2 separate regions of the Gossypium arboreum genome follow, and region 2 is linked to region 1. The links are chromatin contacts, called in public Hi-C maps. All regions are on one chromosome and are shown on one strand. Each heading gives the region's core, a stretch centred on a gene start, on an enhancer-like site or on the middle of the called end of the contact. The rest is flanking DNA. Distances are from core to core; before and after follow the strand shown. Region 1 holds the start of LOC108488627 (E3 ubiquitin-protein ligase RKP). Region 2 holds the start of LOC108489338 (ATP-dependent RNA helicase DEAH11, chloroplastic-like).

Region 1 (7,643 bases), core at 2,085-4,584:
AGCAACCTGAGCAGATCTTTCAGGAATAGCACTGCAGTGGTGACTGGAACTTTTGGTTGTAGTTCTTATCGGATATTTTGAGCACTTTGTAAACTCCATGTCATAGCATGAGCAACAGCATGGTTTTTGTTTGGTTAAATGAGTTACTCTTGTTTCTTCATCATCCATACAGCCTTCCTCCCACCGAATAACTTCAGCTTCCAGATCATGCATAGGATGTGATTTTGATAGGTGAGAGAATGATCCTCCAAGCCTAGAAAGTTCAGCTCGATGTGGATCATTCTTAAGAAACAAACCTATAGGGAAACTTTGGCAGCCACCTCTATGAAGAAAACCAATGTCATGACCACTGGAATCGCAGCTCTTTAACCACCCACAAATATTCCCCATTCCGAACCCTTCTGATAGAAAATGGAGAATAACAGTGTATAAAGAAACAAGAACAGAGTTACTTAAAATCCCTGGAGGTGGCATATTGCGATCAGCTCCTCTATACTTCAATAAAAGGTTCTGCACAAATGTCCTGAACACGGAACCAGGAAACTGGGGAGGCGATAAAGGAGGTATGAACTGTATGACTAAAAGACACAGGTCCCTATGCTTTTCCTCGATCTGGAAAAAGGAGAAAAGAAAAGAAAACTATAGATTAAGAGAAAGCATTTATGGATTTATAACTGTTAGTTGAACAGTTAAAAATACAATTGAAGCTGTTGCCTAGCAGAGGACTGCTGTATTACCCTTAAGAGGCAATTCAACTCCGATATGAAGTCTTTACACAAGCAGATATGCATTTACAATTTTGTATGGAAGGTCAGCAAATGCATTTTTCATCTGGTTAAAGCCCCCAAAACATGTAATGTTATCATTAACATGATCAACCAAATGTGTGAAAACATACATCTTTGGGATCATTAAGACATAAGGTCACATGATAAACATAACTCAACATTGAATACCATAAGTTTTTAAGCATGAAAGTCATCTTAATATCAAAGGACACAGGAGAATAACCAAGGACACTTGTTTCTTAGTAAGATAAGTATTGCACAAAGGAGAAAACCATTCAGTTTTAAGTGACAGGGACAAACCTTACTAACTGCGTCTGATAGAGCTGTAGTTGCCAATAACATGCTACTTTCAGTGGACACATCCTCACAAGAACCAGGCCACCAAACAGAAGGAATCATACACTGAAGGTCCTGCCTGTTTGGACTCTTCCGTGAAAGAAAGCCTTCAAATAAGAAACCAAAATCTGATGACTTCCACCACAACACCATCAATTGCTCCCGTCTTAATAAATGGCATACCAATGCAAGATAAGAATATGATCCTGAATATGGGCATTCTGTCAGAACCAATGACGCTGTCTTGCAAGCACATGAAAGAGCATTTATAATGTGCTCGAACATAACATGTGACCCTTGGAATTCTAGAAAGACATCGAGTACTCTATCCAAACTCAACCAATCATGTGGTGCCCGTACTCCAAATAACCCCATAAAGAACAACAAGAGGGGGCCCCACCCAATGTACTCGGCACCTTGACAATCTGCTTCAACTACAGAGAAAAATTCTTCAGATATCCCATGAGAAACTGGATAAAATAGTTCTTCAAGTGATACAAACCTCTTCAGTCTCCTTAATCTTTCAACTGAAGAATGCTCAGCTCGCTCCACAGATTGCATATCCAATAACCTGGATAGGCAGTCCAGCAATTGCTTCACAAAAGAGCTAGAAGAGGGAGGTGCTTGAAGAGGATGGTAGCCATCAATAGGGTATTTAAAGGGGCGGGCACCAAAATTCAATTCACACCGTTCACCCTGAGAAAGAGAAACTGCAGGATGGTATCCAAATCCAGGTCCCATTTTCCGAATGCCAGAGAATGCCACACCAAGAGAAACACCATTCCTATAGAATGAAATCTCATCATGAGCCAAGTCTATACAGCATCCAATGACATCACCTGCCACCCATGGCTGACCATATGGCTCTGCTTCCTTGTTCCATTTTCGAACTCTTCTGCCATCAAATGCATATGAATCATCAGCATCACCTACACCTTTATGGTCAGTGAATGGACAGGAAATAGTAGCCCATCCGAGTTGTTGTATACCAGAAGTCTCCAAAATTACTTCATACATCCATTTCCCTTTCCAAACATAGGCATTAGCCCTGGCACTACTGAACACCGCTAAGCTCTCTAAAAGCAACGGTGGCTTAACAATTCCAATTTCACCACAAATACTGAATTTTTCAAGACCAATGACACCAGGTCCAGAGCCATTATCTGAAATACAAACCCCATCCCTGTTACTAACCAGAGAATCAGAATCCGAATACAAGTAGTTCTTTATGATTGAACGAACTAGACTGCTGTCAACAGGACCATTCAATGGACCAAGTGATTTATTGGGAAGACCAAATACATATTCAAGAGCTCGCTCCACAGACTGCTGACCAAATTCATCAGAATATGATACAAGGCGCGGTTTCGATGGATTTTCCTTCCCATCCCCACTATTCAATATAACAGCCAAACCAGAAGAAAGCCCACCAATCCGGAGGCTATCTTCTGCCATTCCCAATAACAGAAACTTATACGTCAAATTTAGCTCAACATCCGAAACCCTTGCCCAGCCTATATTCGATTATATTCTTTAAACACGCATAAATTTCATGAGCCTTGTCACAATTTCCCACCCCAAGACTGCAAAATTTGTAACTCAATTTCAATCAAATGCATATATAACCCCAAAAAAACTATCAGAGAATGATATCTTCTATTGACGAAATTAACAAGAAGAACACAAATGAAACCGAAACTAGATTAAGCTCACACAATTCTAAAAAAAACATATATTCCCAATTCCTAAAATAATGAAACCGAAACTAGATTAAGCTCACACAATCCTAAAAAAAAAAACAGACATTCCCAATTCCTAAAATTCTCTTTTCCCTTCTGTCTTTTCTCTCGAAATTGAACAAAATAGCATCCCCACAAATTGAAATTCGAAAAAATTGAAAAGCATAGGAACTTACATGCGCGCGTATTAAGTTTCAATCACCACTAGAAATTGCAAAGGCGGCTGTCACAAGCTAGGGTTTTTTCATGCCATTTAGAGATTGTAAAAGAAAAAAAGAAAATAAAAAGGAAGAAATATAATATAATTTGAATTTTTAGAGAGAGATAAAAGAGTGAAAATTAAACAGCGTTTATGTTTTTCTTTTCTTTTTTTTATTTTGCATTTTCCAATGAAAGGGAAGGAAGAAGAAACGGAAAGTGTGGACTTTTCATTTCCTTGGCCATGAGAATTTTAGTTTTATAAATATTAATTATTTATTTATATTATTATTTATTGCCCAAAGAGTTCGGAGAAAAGTGAAACGGGTCGAACCAGGGGGCTGCATCCATGAAAGCCTGAGTCGAGGCTGCCCATGGTTCGCGTGGCCGACACGTTGCATTATTATTAGCGGTTCCTGACGTGGCCGCATATGCTATCCTGCGCCCCCCTCTTTGAGTTGCTTCCTGTTTTATGTAATTCGGTCACCGGATTGGAGATAAACTTGCCTACAGTTACTCACACACACTGCCACATTCACTATTTTTTCTTCTCGTTAATTTTTGTTTTCATTTATAATTTAGAATATTTAAGATATCAAATTTTATTATTACCTATATCTATAGTTCTGGTTTTACTCGTTCGGTAATTATTTATAATAATTAATATTTTAATGATTCAATCATTAGATTTATTAATATAATTATATTTGTCATATATATATAAATTTTAACCAATCTGAATATCTCTATTATATTAATCTAATATATTTTATATATTAATATATCGTCAACAGATGATTTTTACATAAAATAAATAATTAGAAATTTTAAAGTTACATCAAATTCAATATGCATGTTTTACATGAATAAACAATAAAATATAACAATCAGATAATTAAAATATTAATCATATAAACAATTACGAAGTGTGTAAAATTACCTTAATTTTTACACTGCGTAAAAGGATCTATTTCCCATAATATATATAAGTACAAATTGAAAAAACTTCGAAGAATACTATTTATTTTTCATCGTATTACTAAATTAATTTTTAAAATAATTATAATTTAATTTAGATTTTAGTTTAAAATTGTTCTAATTTAAAATTAATAATATTTGATAGATTGCCATGACGTTTCTAGACTCCGGGATTAGAAGATTGAGTGTCGTATAAGAGTATAGTAAATTATTAAAAATAAACATTTTAAAAAAAAAGACATTAAAAATTTTTTTAACACTACTTGTGGAATTAAAAAAAAAAGTATATTGCTAGTAGGGATGGCAACAAGGTAAGGCGGGACAAATTTTGGCCTAACTCAATCCTAACCCAAAACTTGATTAATCTACCTCAACCTCAACTTGACCCCACTTTTAAAGGAAAAAATTACTCTGAACTTGAATTTAAAATTTAATAGAAGACTCGACTTCGCCTCACCCCAACGTGAATTTAATTTAATTGTTCTATTTGTTATTTTAGAGTAAATAGGATTGCGTTTTTTATTTTTTTTGAAACAAATAAGATTGATTTTTTTTTAAGTATAGACTTAAAACTTAGTATATCGATTTTTATTTATATATTTATTGAAAGAAAAACTCAATATATGTATACATATTAGGAGTATTTTTATAAATATCTGAGACGAACAAGACGTATTTACCTCAAACTTACTTTGACTAAACTATTTTTCTAATTTTATATGAATTAACTCACCCCAAATCTAAATTTTAAAAAAATCAAACCATAACAAATCAAGTCGAGTCAAAACCCATTGAATTTAAGTTTTTTTTCATCCTCATCTATCATGATACTAAATAGTAACTCATTTAAAAATATAGTAATTACTCAAAGATTTAGCATAATTATGATATGTTAAAGTAGAGGATCTGATTGTAAATAACTTTTTGAGGGAGTCCTTATCAATCGTTTAACAGGTAGCATATGATTAGTCCCCAGAGTAGGCAAAATCGAATTTGAACACACCAAGCAAGTAGAAGTAATTTAATAGTGAAAAAAAACATTGCACCGAGAAAACGCTACAGTAGAAGTGCGAAAGAGAAAAAAGGTAGGAAAGATGCGCACTTTAGAAAAGACAGAAAAAAGGGCGCTTTTATTCGACGCCATTCATAGTGACGAACTCCACACCATGGGCCTTGCACCGCTACACCAGTGTTTGTCCCCTTACAGGCTAATTTTTTTTTCCTTTTCTAATCTATTTAGTATTTTTGTTGTGTCGATATTATCGTTACTAATTTAATATAAAATTATTTAAAATTTTATTTTTAAAGTAAAAAATGTCATGTCAAATTTAGTGGTTAATATTTATATCTTGTATTAATTTGATTTTTATTTTTAATTAAATTTATTCTTCTATTTTTAAAAATAATTAAATTTGACCACTAACTTTTTTATAGAACTATTATATAAAATGTTACATTTTAAACATAATAATTTGTATAACAATTCACGTGTATTTTATTTTAATATTTTTAAATTTTTATGAATTTTTATAATTTTTTTAATTTATTTTCATTTATCTGATTTTTGCATGACATGTTGACATAAAAGTGTATGTGCCATGCTACATAAGTTGCCACATTGGTGTAATAACACAAAGAAAATTTATTTATTACGTATATAATACAATAGTTAGACATAAAATAAAAATATAATTAATATAAAATTAAACTTGAAATTAGAAATAAGAATAAAATTCATATAAAAAATAAGACATGTTCAAAATAAGCAAAAAAATTATTCTCCTTCCTAAAATAAAAGTCATGAGAGTGGTAAAATATCACATTGAATTAGTTTATTGTCAACCCATATAATAAACCATGCGTAAACAAAAATATTCCTACCGAATATAGCATTAATGTTTTAGTTAGTATTTCGGAAAAGCAATTTAACACATTATAAAAAGATTAATAGCTAAATTTAACTTTAAAAATAATAATGACAAAATTTATAAAAAATATAATTATTGAGGACTAAATTTAAACATTGTTATGGGGGTATTTTTCTTTTGTTTTAAATCATATAAAATTTTAAAACAGCAACAACTAAGATTTAAACCCAAAACACTATAACTTTTATTATCTTCATTTTACTAATCCAATTAAAACCTCTTTTACTTAGAGCATTAACTTTTAATAAATATACTTTATACATAAATATATTTCACTAATATTCTGGAATAATTTAATAATATGTTTTAATCATATTGCACGCGTTGACCCTTTAATAAACTTGAAAATAGAAATTATTATGTATCTATATTTATTTTTGAGTTTACTTTTATATTTAATTATATACTTATAGTTTAATTTATAATTTTCAATAAATACTATACATATATAAGTATACCTCAATAATACATAAATTTTAATAAATTCTACCGAATAATCAAACAAATTACAATTCTTAAATTAAACATCTCTTGAAATTTTCAACAATCATAAAATTTTATTTCTTGGATTTTTGTATGTCAAACTAGAGGTGTGCATGGGCAGGGTCGGGGCGAAAATATAGGCCCTAAAAATGAGTTTGGGCAAAAAAATTAGGCCCGTTTAAAAAACAGGCTAGGCCTCAGATAAGACATTTTTAGTCTGAGTCCGAACCGGCCCGGCCCGAATTCACTACATGACAAAAAATCTATTTTTTTAATATTATTTCCTTATTATTTTCTCCCTATTTTGCTACTATTTTACTATTATGTTGTTACTATTTTATTGTTATTGTTTGGATATTGTATAAATTTTATTTTATTGTTAATTTTTTATTATTTTAAACACATTTGTTAATTTTTTATTATTTTAGAAGCATTTGCTTGTTAAATTGCATCTATTTTAGTGTTATTTAAGTATACATATTTTTAAAATTTATTTTCAATATGTTGAGAAATATTTATTTTGATGTTTTTAGTATTTTTATAGTTTATATATATATTAAAATTATATAAAAATAATATAAAAATTAATATGGGCAGGCCGAGTCGGGCCCAAATTTTAATATTTTATTTGGGTTGGGCTTGGACAAAATTTTAAACTTATTTTTTAGCAGGGCCCGAGTCTAATAAACGGACCTAAATTTTAAGCTGAGTATGGCCCGGCCCGGCCATCCACACCTTTATGTCAAACCCATATTAGAGCTCTCACATTAAGTTTGAATGAGAGGTTAAATAATTTAATTTTCGATCACTATGAAATCCTTCAAATTTTGCTTCAGAATTTTTTGAGTTCATCTAATGTGAAGTTTTTGAAAAAAAAAATTAAGATCAAATTTATGAAATTAGAGTTATCTAAAAAGTTTTGATTTCAAATGACAACTCTTCGAAAAAGTTGAATTTAGTTTCTATTTTAATAGTTCGTAAGTTTAATATTCAATTCTCTTTTATTAATTGTGGTTTAGTTTTAGTGTTATATATATATATATATATATATATATATATATATATATATTAATTTAATTAATTAATTAATTAATTTCAACATGTTATATTATTCATGTGTAAATGATAATTTGGAAAAAAATCCACACGTTGAATTACATTGGTTGGTTTAACATTCATTAATAATCTAAACT
Region 2 (7,643 bases), core at 2,231-4,730, 530 kb after region 1:
CAATCCATCAACGCTGCCTAAGATTCAATTCCTTCTGAGTAAGAAGGTACTTGAGGCTCTTGTGATCAGTGTAGATAATACACCTCTCACCATACAAATAGTGCCTCTAGATTTTCAACGCAAAAACCATAACAACTAACTCGAGATCATGCGTCGGATAATTCCTTTCATGTGCCTTAAGCTAAAGGGATGCATAAGCCACAACTTTTCTATCTTGCATCAATACACATCCCAAATTGACGTGCGATGCATCATTGTACACCACAAACTCTTTTCCAGATTTAGGCTGCATCATTCTCGAAGCCCAATTGCTGCGCATCAGTCCAGACAAAAAGAACACCCTTGCGCAACAGCTTAGTCAAAGGAGCTGCAATCAGAGAGAATCCCTTGACAAACCGCCGATAATAACCTGCCAGACCCAGAAAACTAAGGATTTCATATACATTCCTAGGTTGTTTCCAATCAAGCACAGCCTCAATCTTCTTAGGATCAACTCGAATCCCCTCAGTAGAAACCACGTGCCCTAGAAAAGTTACCTCAACTTAGCGTAGAGCTATTTTTCACGGAGAATCTGGAGCACTACTCTAAGATGCTCATCATGTTCATTCTCCGTCTTAGAGTACACCAGTATATCGTCGATGAAGACCACGACAAACTGATCAAAATATGGCTGAAAGACTCAGTTTATTAGATCCATGAAGGCAGCCGGAGCCAAAAGGCATAACTAAAAACTCTTAATGCCCATAACGAGTCGTAAATGCAGTCTTATGAACATCCACCTCCTTAACTCTCAATGATGATACCCAGAACGAAGATCAATATTCGTGCCAATATTGTGTCAATACGACACAAGTCAGATAATGTGCAGCCAAGCTGCCAGAGTATAGGCAATGATTGCCACACAGAACACTTCTTTCTCATTTACAAATTCCATCCCCAATAACAGATGCAAAAATCAGATTCAGATATAACAGATTAAACATGTTCAATATGCTTATATACAGATAATAGACATACATATAGTAGTTCAGTCAAGCATACATTTAGCATCCTACTCAGATCAGTCTATCAGAATATAATAGCATACAAAATAAGGTTTAATTAGCCCTTACCGACCCTATAGTCGATTGGAGCAACCCATGCGACCCTAGGGAAAATTTCAGAAATATGGCCCACATGTCTGTGTGGGCCCACACGCCCAAATTGGCCTCACCCGTATGGCCCACACGACCTGGCCCAAAACCCATACGCCTGTATGGGCCCACACGCCCAACTTGGCCTAGCCTGTGTGGCCCACGCGGCCACACTCACACCACCACACAATCGTGTCTTACACATGGCATACATTTATCGACCACATGGTCGTGTCTCGTACACGGCCAACCACACGGGTGACCACACGCCCGTGTGGCTTCAACAGAACAGTTTTTCAACTTTTGCCGAAACTCATTATTCTGCGTTTTGGTACACACCTGGTACATTTTCGCAGTAAAAGCAACCCCTAGCCCTCTGAAACTTAAGAAACAGTAATCCAATAACCACTTAGTACCCAATTTACGAGACAACACAAAATCTTGAAATAAGGTATGAAACTTACTAGTGACAAGAACAAATACTAACACGGTTTAGATCGCCTGAACAAATCTTACCACGTCCTCTCCTACACCAAAATAATCACAGAAAATAATTAGATCACATGATTACACCAATGCCTTCAAAAAGAAAACACCCACATTATAGGAAAACGAAACCCAACAGACGTAACCTTTCTTACCTTAACCGAGTGAGGAGCACCGAGGTTCCAAAAGAAATGACAAGAGTTAAAGAATGATGATAGAATTGAAAAACAAAAGGGAATAGAATTGTAGAGAACGAAAAATGAACGTCATGAAAAAGATGAAGAGATTTTGGAGAAAAAAATAAAAATAAAATAAAATAAGCAGATATGACCACAAGTCCCCAGATTTTCTTCCACTACCCCACTAACTTAACCTTCTCAGACTTTCAGTTCCACCAAAACTCTATCACATAACTGAGCAAAAATATCATCCTCGTTCGCACAAGGATTCAAACACAGGACCTCCAACACACCAACTCCCTTACCACTCGAACCAGCAAACTTATTTTGATATGGATTAACAAACAATGTAATATAAACCCACTTAACAAGGGTAAGGCTAGAATTAGAAAAATAACAAAAATTTCCAAGGTGAAAATTGAACTCAAGACCTCTCACACAAACCCAGAACACTTAACCACTGAAATAGATACATAGTTGTGTCAAATATTTACATAAACAGGGATAAATTAATCAGGGCGTTACATTAAGTGTAGGAATCACTAGAGTGGAAATAATTTGATCCCGAACTTGAGCCAAATAAGCTCTAAGTTCAATAAAGGCTAACACTATAAAAAACTTGTCCCATTATTATACTGATCAGAAACTTTTCAGAGATAAGCATGAGACAATTAAATTCATTTTTCGAGGTCTCCACTTGTCCCAAATAACTAACCATATCCTGTTGATTTTGCTATAGATGAACCAGATCTGTCTCCACTTTGTATATACGTTGAACACCATTAGTATATAACCTTTTAGCCTTATTCCACACTTTATAATAGGTTTATACGACTAAAATAAAGTGAACAATTTCAACTCGAGAGAATGCCATAATAAACTGCATAATTGTACATCAATCTTAATCCACGCCTCTTTATCTTTCTCATCAATATTTTAGGCCTCTATCTCTAGATGATCTTTATACCCTTGGTCTATAAACCATAATTCAACCAATGTGACCCAAGAAATATAATTATCATTTCCTTGAAGTTTGATAGTAGTAATGGCTAGAATTGAAGAAAAGATTGATTTCATAGAACTTGAAGGATCTATAGTAGAAAACGAAGAGAGAAAAATCAAACATTAACGAAAATGAGCAATGATAGCACCAGTGAAGTTGGCCAAGGCCGGGTGACACTCCAAAAAGACTCGCAGCAACAAATGGTAGTTGGATGAGGCCCTACACACTCTTACATGTCGGCGTGTGGGAGAGAAGCAAAAAAGGTGTAGTGGCATGTATGGCTCACACGTGTAGATTCTAGTGATAGGGTCTTGATTGAAGGGTTGGCTAAGACTAGGTATTTTAATGGTAGCAGCGATGAGATTTAAGTGATTTTAATACTATGTTAATTTGAGAAAGAAAGAGAAAACAAGAAAAGAAAATAAGAGAGTAACTACTATTGTGAAAGTAAAAAAAAAAGAGAAAAAATCATATTGTATTTTTCATCATTTACCCTCAAACCTAGAAAAATATATATATAAATGAAATTATACAAGAAAAATAATCTCTTAATTTCCTAAATTTCAACTTATTATAATTCTTAATAATATCTAAAATTTTTATCAATTTTAGTAATATATTTATTACATATATTTTCCATAACATATGACACGAATCTAATATAGTATTAATACATCGAAATTAACTCGTAAAATAATACTTCCTTGACCAATACGACTACTATGTTTAACAGGAATCCTAACTCCCTCAAATTTCATTTTCTAGAAATTGAAATGTCTTAAACCCTAATTTTTAAATATATAGAGAGAGAGAAATTTAAAAAGAACACTGCTTTTTCTATTTTCCTCTTCTTTTTTTTGTCTTCTACATGCTTGCTCGCTCACTCAGTGACTCACTTTCTTCTTCTCTGCTTCAACTTCCATAAAAACTGAAATAATAAAATAAAAACAGCTGAAATTTCTAGATTTTGTTCTGTTTTCTCTATGCCATGAAGAACTTCTCTTCATCCTCCAACCACCGTCACCCGCCGCCGCCGGGTGGCCATAAACCGTACCCCCACCGCCAGCACCAACAATCTAGCTACCAAAACAATTTCCGTTGTGTACCCAATTTTCAGGCTGTCAACAAAAAATACTACCGCCGCCGTTTTCCGCCGCCAGCATCCACCACCGATGGTTCCGTCAACTCCAACGCCCTTCACTGCCCAAACTTCATAATTCAACTCGTCCATGACTTCTCCTCCTCTCCTTCCAAACCGGACGACCTCCAAACTCTTATTTCCCAACTCGACCCATCCCCCCAAAACTCTCACATTTACACCACTGGTAAAATCGCCGCTTCCCTAATTTTCCAAGAATGGAGCAAAACCCTCTCTTCAATTATCCATTTATGGCGTTCCCGCCTTGATGGGTCCATCCATTATACTCCCAAGCTTATTTCCAACGTCATCGTGCCTTCTGACACGGTGGAGCTCAATCAAAACCTTAAAACCCTTTTCTCGAGCCATATAACGGGATTGATGGAAGGGGCACTGGTTAGGAAGTGGCAGGAAAAAATCAATGAAAAATCCGATGAGATCGCTGACTTGGTTGGACAAATGGGTAAGAGGAAATATTCGCTGGGAATGTTTTATGAGTTGGATGACAAGAAGAAAGCTTTAAAGGCGGAAAGGTCTACGATTTCGAAGCGGTTGAAGGAGTTTAAGGGAGGGATGAGCAGCTTGTTGAGGTGCTTGGAAACTTGGGAAATTGGGAATGAGGAAGGGGATGAAGGTGTGAAGGTTTACAGGGTTGAAGGAGAGCTTGATTGGAAGCTAATCCATCAACTGATTTTGAGGGAATGTAGAAGGTTGGAAGATGGTTTGCCTATTTATGCTTATAGGCAAGAAATTCTTACTAGAATACATGGTCAACAGGTAATCATTTATTTCTCCTCCATTTTTCTGTTTTGGTAGATAGGTTTGGATTATCATCATATATATTGTAAAACCTTAGTGATGCAATTTAAGAATGTGAAAGCTGGTTTGGAGATAAAAAGTCCATCATCATATATGCACGAGATGTGTTCTTTCAAAGGATTATCACCTTATAATTTGACAGTGTAATTAGAGTTCAAAGACTTGAAAAAGCATGTGAAACTCAACAAACGATTATTTTCTTAACATTGTCTGTATATTATTTTGTGTTCATTTATGTCATGTGTTAATTAATTGAAAATAGAGAAGGTTATACCTAAAGATGTTAACTTATGATTCAGCGTTGACTTCCATATTTATAGTTAGATGAACATGTAACACTATAAATTCTCTTCTGGACTTTTAAGATTTCTGCTACCGTATTGGATAATATCCTTGTGTTTAGTGAAATTAGTGAGGAATTCAATACTAATTAGATGACATATAGGATAGTCTATGGACAGTTGCACGAGCAGGCAGTTCAAGTGCTGGGATTAGGATTTGAGATGGTATTTAGAGCTAGGAAGTGGATACAAAAATATTGAGATATCATAAAGGTTGAAAACACTGGGTAAGAGCCACTAATGAGCCAGTAGGAATCAGCAGCTAAATTGGCAGTGAGGCTTAACAAATTCATGGTGTCATCAATCTCTCACGTGCACACACACACAAAAAGAGTCATTTAACTTCCCATGCGGTAGTAGAAAATAACTGCAAGATTTTTAGGATATTCTCTTTGCTCATTTGTATTCATTTTTTCCCTATCTTTCTTGGTGCTTAATTCTAATTATAATGTAGTTTAAGTGCAACAAAGTGTAAAACCTTTGTAAGTAAGTTTATATTCTTGCCATGTGAAATTCAACATAGGGTTATTTTCTTTACATTGACTGTATATTTTGACCATTCTCTGGAACTTTTAAATTTCTGCTACTGTTTGGATTCTAAACTTGTATTTGATGAAATTATTTAGGAACTCAATACTAATTACATGACACATAGGGTAGTTTCCAGAGAATTGCATGAGCTTCGGTTCAATTGCTGGAATTAGGATTTCGGATGGTATTTGGAGATGGAAAATGGATGCAAAATATTTAAATACTAAGAAGGTTGAAAACTTATCATAGGATGAAATGAGCAAGTAGGAAGCAGCCGCTAAAATTGCGGCCACATTTAAAAAATCCTAGGTGTTATAAAAAAAAGATTCATTTATCTCCCCATGCAATATGAGATAATAACTGCCAGATTTTTAGGATATTCTCATTAGATTTCTATTTATTTTGTTCCTATGTTTTTTTGTTGTTTATATCTTATTATAATGTAGATATTTTCCTTTGATTTTCTCGAACAACTATTCAATGCCCAGGTAATGGTGTTGATTGGAGAGACTGGTTCAGGAAAGAGCACCCAGCTGGTTCAGTTTCTTTCTGATTCAGGAATTGCTGCAAATGAGTCAATTGTATGTACTCAGCCACGAAAGATTGCTGCCATCTCATTAGCAAAAAGAGTTAGAGAAGAAAGCATTGGGTGCTACAGTGATAACTCAGTCATTTGTTATCCAACATTTTCATCCTCTCAGCAGTTTGATTCAAAGGTGATATATATGACTGACCACTGTTTACTGCAGCATTATATGAAGGATAAGAATTTGTCCGGCATTTCTTGCATCATCGTTGATGAGGCCCATGAAAGAAGTTTGAACACTGATCTTCTTTTGGCATTGGTTAAAGATTTACTTGGCCGAAGATTTGATTTAAGGCTTGTAATAATGTCTGCAACAGCTAATGCCAATCAACTGTCAGACTACTTTTTTGGGTGTGGAATCTTTCATTTGGAGGGTAGAAACTTTCCTGTTGATATTAAGTATGTTCCTTGTGCAACTGAGGGAACTTCTGGTTCTGGTATGGTTGCGACATACGTTTCTGATGTCTTGAGGATGGCTGCTGAGATTCACAAAACAGAGAAAGAAGGGAATATTCTCGCCTTTTTGACTTCCCAGATGGAAGTAGAATGGGCTTGCGATCATTTTGAAGCTCCAAATGCCATTGTTTTACCATTGCATGGAAAGCTATCCTTTGAAGAGCAGTGTCATGTTTTCCAGAACTACCCTGGGAAGAGAAAAATTGTTTTTGCAACAAATATTGCAGAGACATCACTTACAATTCCTGGGGTCAAGTATGTGATTGATTCTGGTATGGTCAAGGAGAGTAAATTTGAACCCGGCACTGGGATGAATGTTCTAGAAGTGTGCTGGATCAGCCAGAGTTCTGCTAATCAACGGGCTGGTCGTGCTGGGAGGACTGAACCAGGAAGATGCTACAGACTATACACAGAAAATGATTTTGAGTTGATGACTTCTAATCAGGAGCCTGAGATTCGTAGAGTTCATCTTGGTATTGCAGTTTTGAGGATCCTTGCTTTGGGAATCAAGAATATTCAGACTTTTGATTTTGTTGATGCACCTAGTTCTAAAGCCATTGATTCAGCAACTAGGAATCTTATTCAGTTGGGAGCCATTGTGGAAAAGAATGGTGTTTTTGAATTAACTGATGAAGGACAGTACTTGGTAAAATTGGGGATTGAGCCTCGTCTTGGTAAATTGATTATCAGTTGCTTTCATTGTGGCCTGCGTAGGGAAGGCCTTGTTCTTGCTGCTGTTATGGCAAATGCCAGTAGCATATTTTGCAGGGTGGGAAATGATGATGATAAAGTCAAAGCTGATTGTCTTAAGGTGCAATTTTGCCACCAAAATGGTGATCTCTTTACTCTGCTCTCTGTGTACAAGGAATGGGAAGCTCTCCCTTTTGACAGGAAAAATAAATGGTGCTGGGAAAACAGCATAAATGCTAAATCAATGCGCAGATGCCAAGATACCGTAACTGAATTAGAAA

Evidence for each region. Hi-C and Micro-C count contacts between places; a contact is called where the count stands out from the background.
Region 2: a Hi-C map of leaf shows a contact between it and region 1, with 3 times the contacts expected there. The contact joins the promoter of LOC108489338 here to the promoter of LOC108488627 in region 1. A contact is called at or near these places in 2 of 5 Hi-C or Micro-C datasets (both in leaf).

What each region holds. Positions count from the first base shown.
Region 1 is chr10:17,016,160-17,023,802 of ASM2569848v2, forward strand. LOC108488627 (E3 ubiquitin-protein ligase RKP) reads right to left here and starts at 3,335. Exons shown (of 11, transcript XM_017792916.2): 1 at 3,040-3,335; 2 at 1,089-2,707; 3 at 1-612. The coding sequence starts at 2,579.
Region 2 is chr10:17,545,481-17,553,123 of ASM2569848v2, forward strand. LOC108489338 (ATP-dependent RNA helicase DEAH11, chloroplastic-like) reads left to right here and starts at 3,481. Exons shown (of 3, transcript XM_017793811.2): 1 at 3,481-4,716; 2 at 6,119-7,643. The coding sequence starts at 3,790.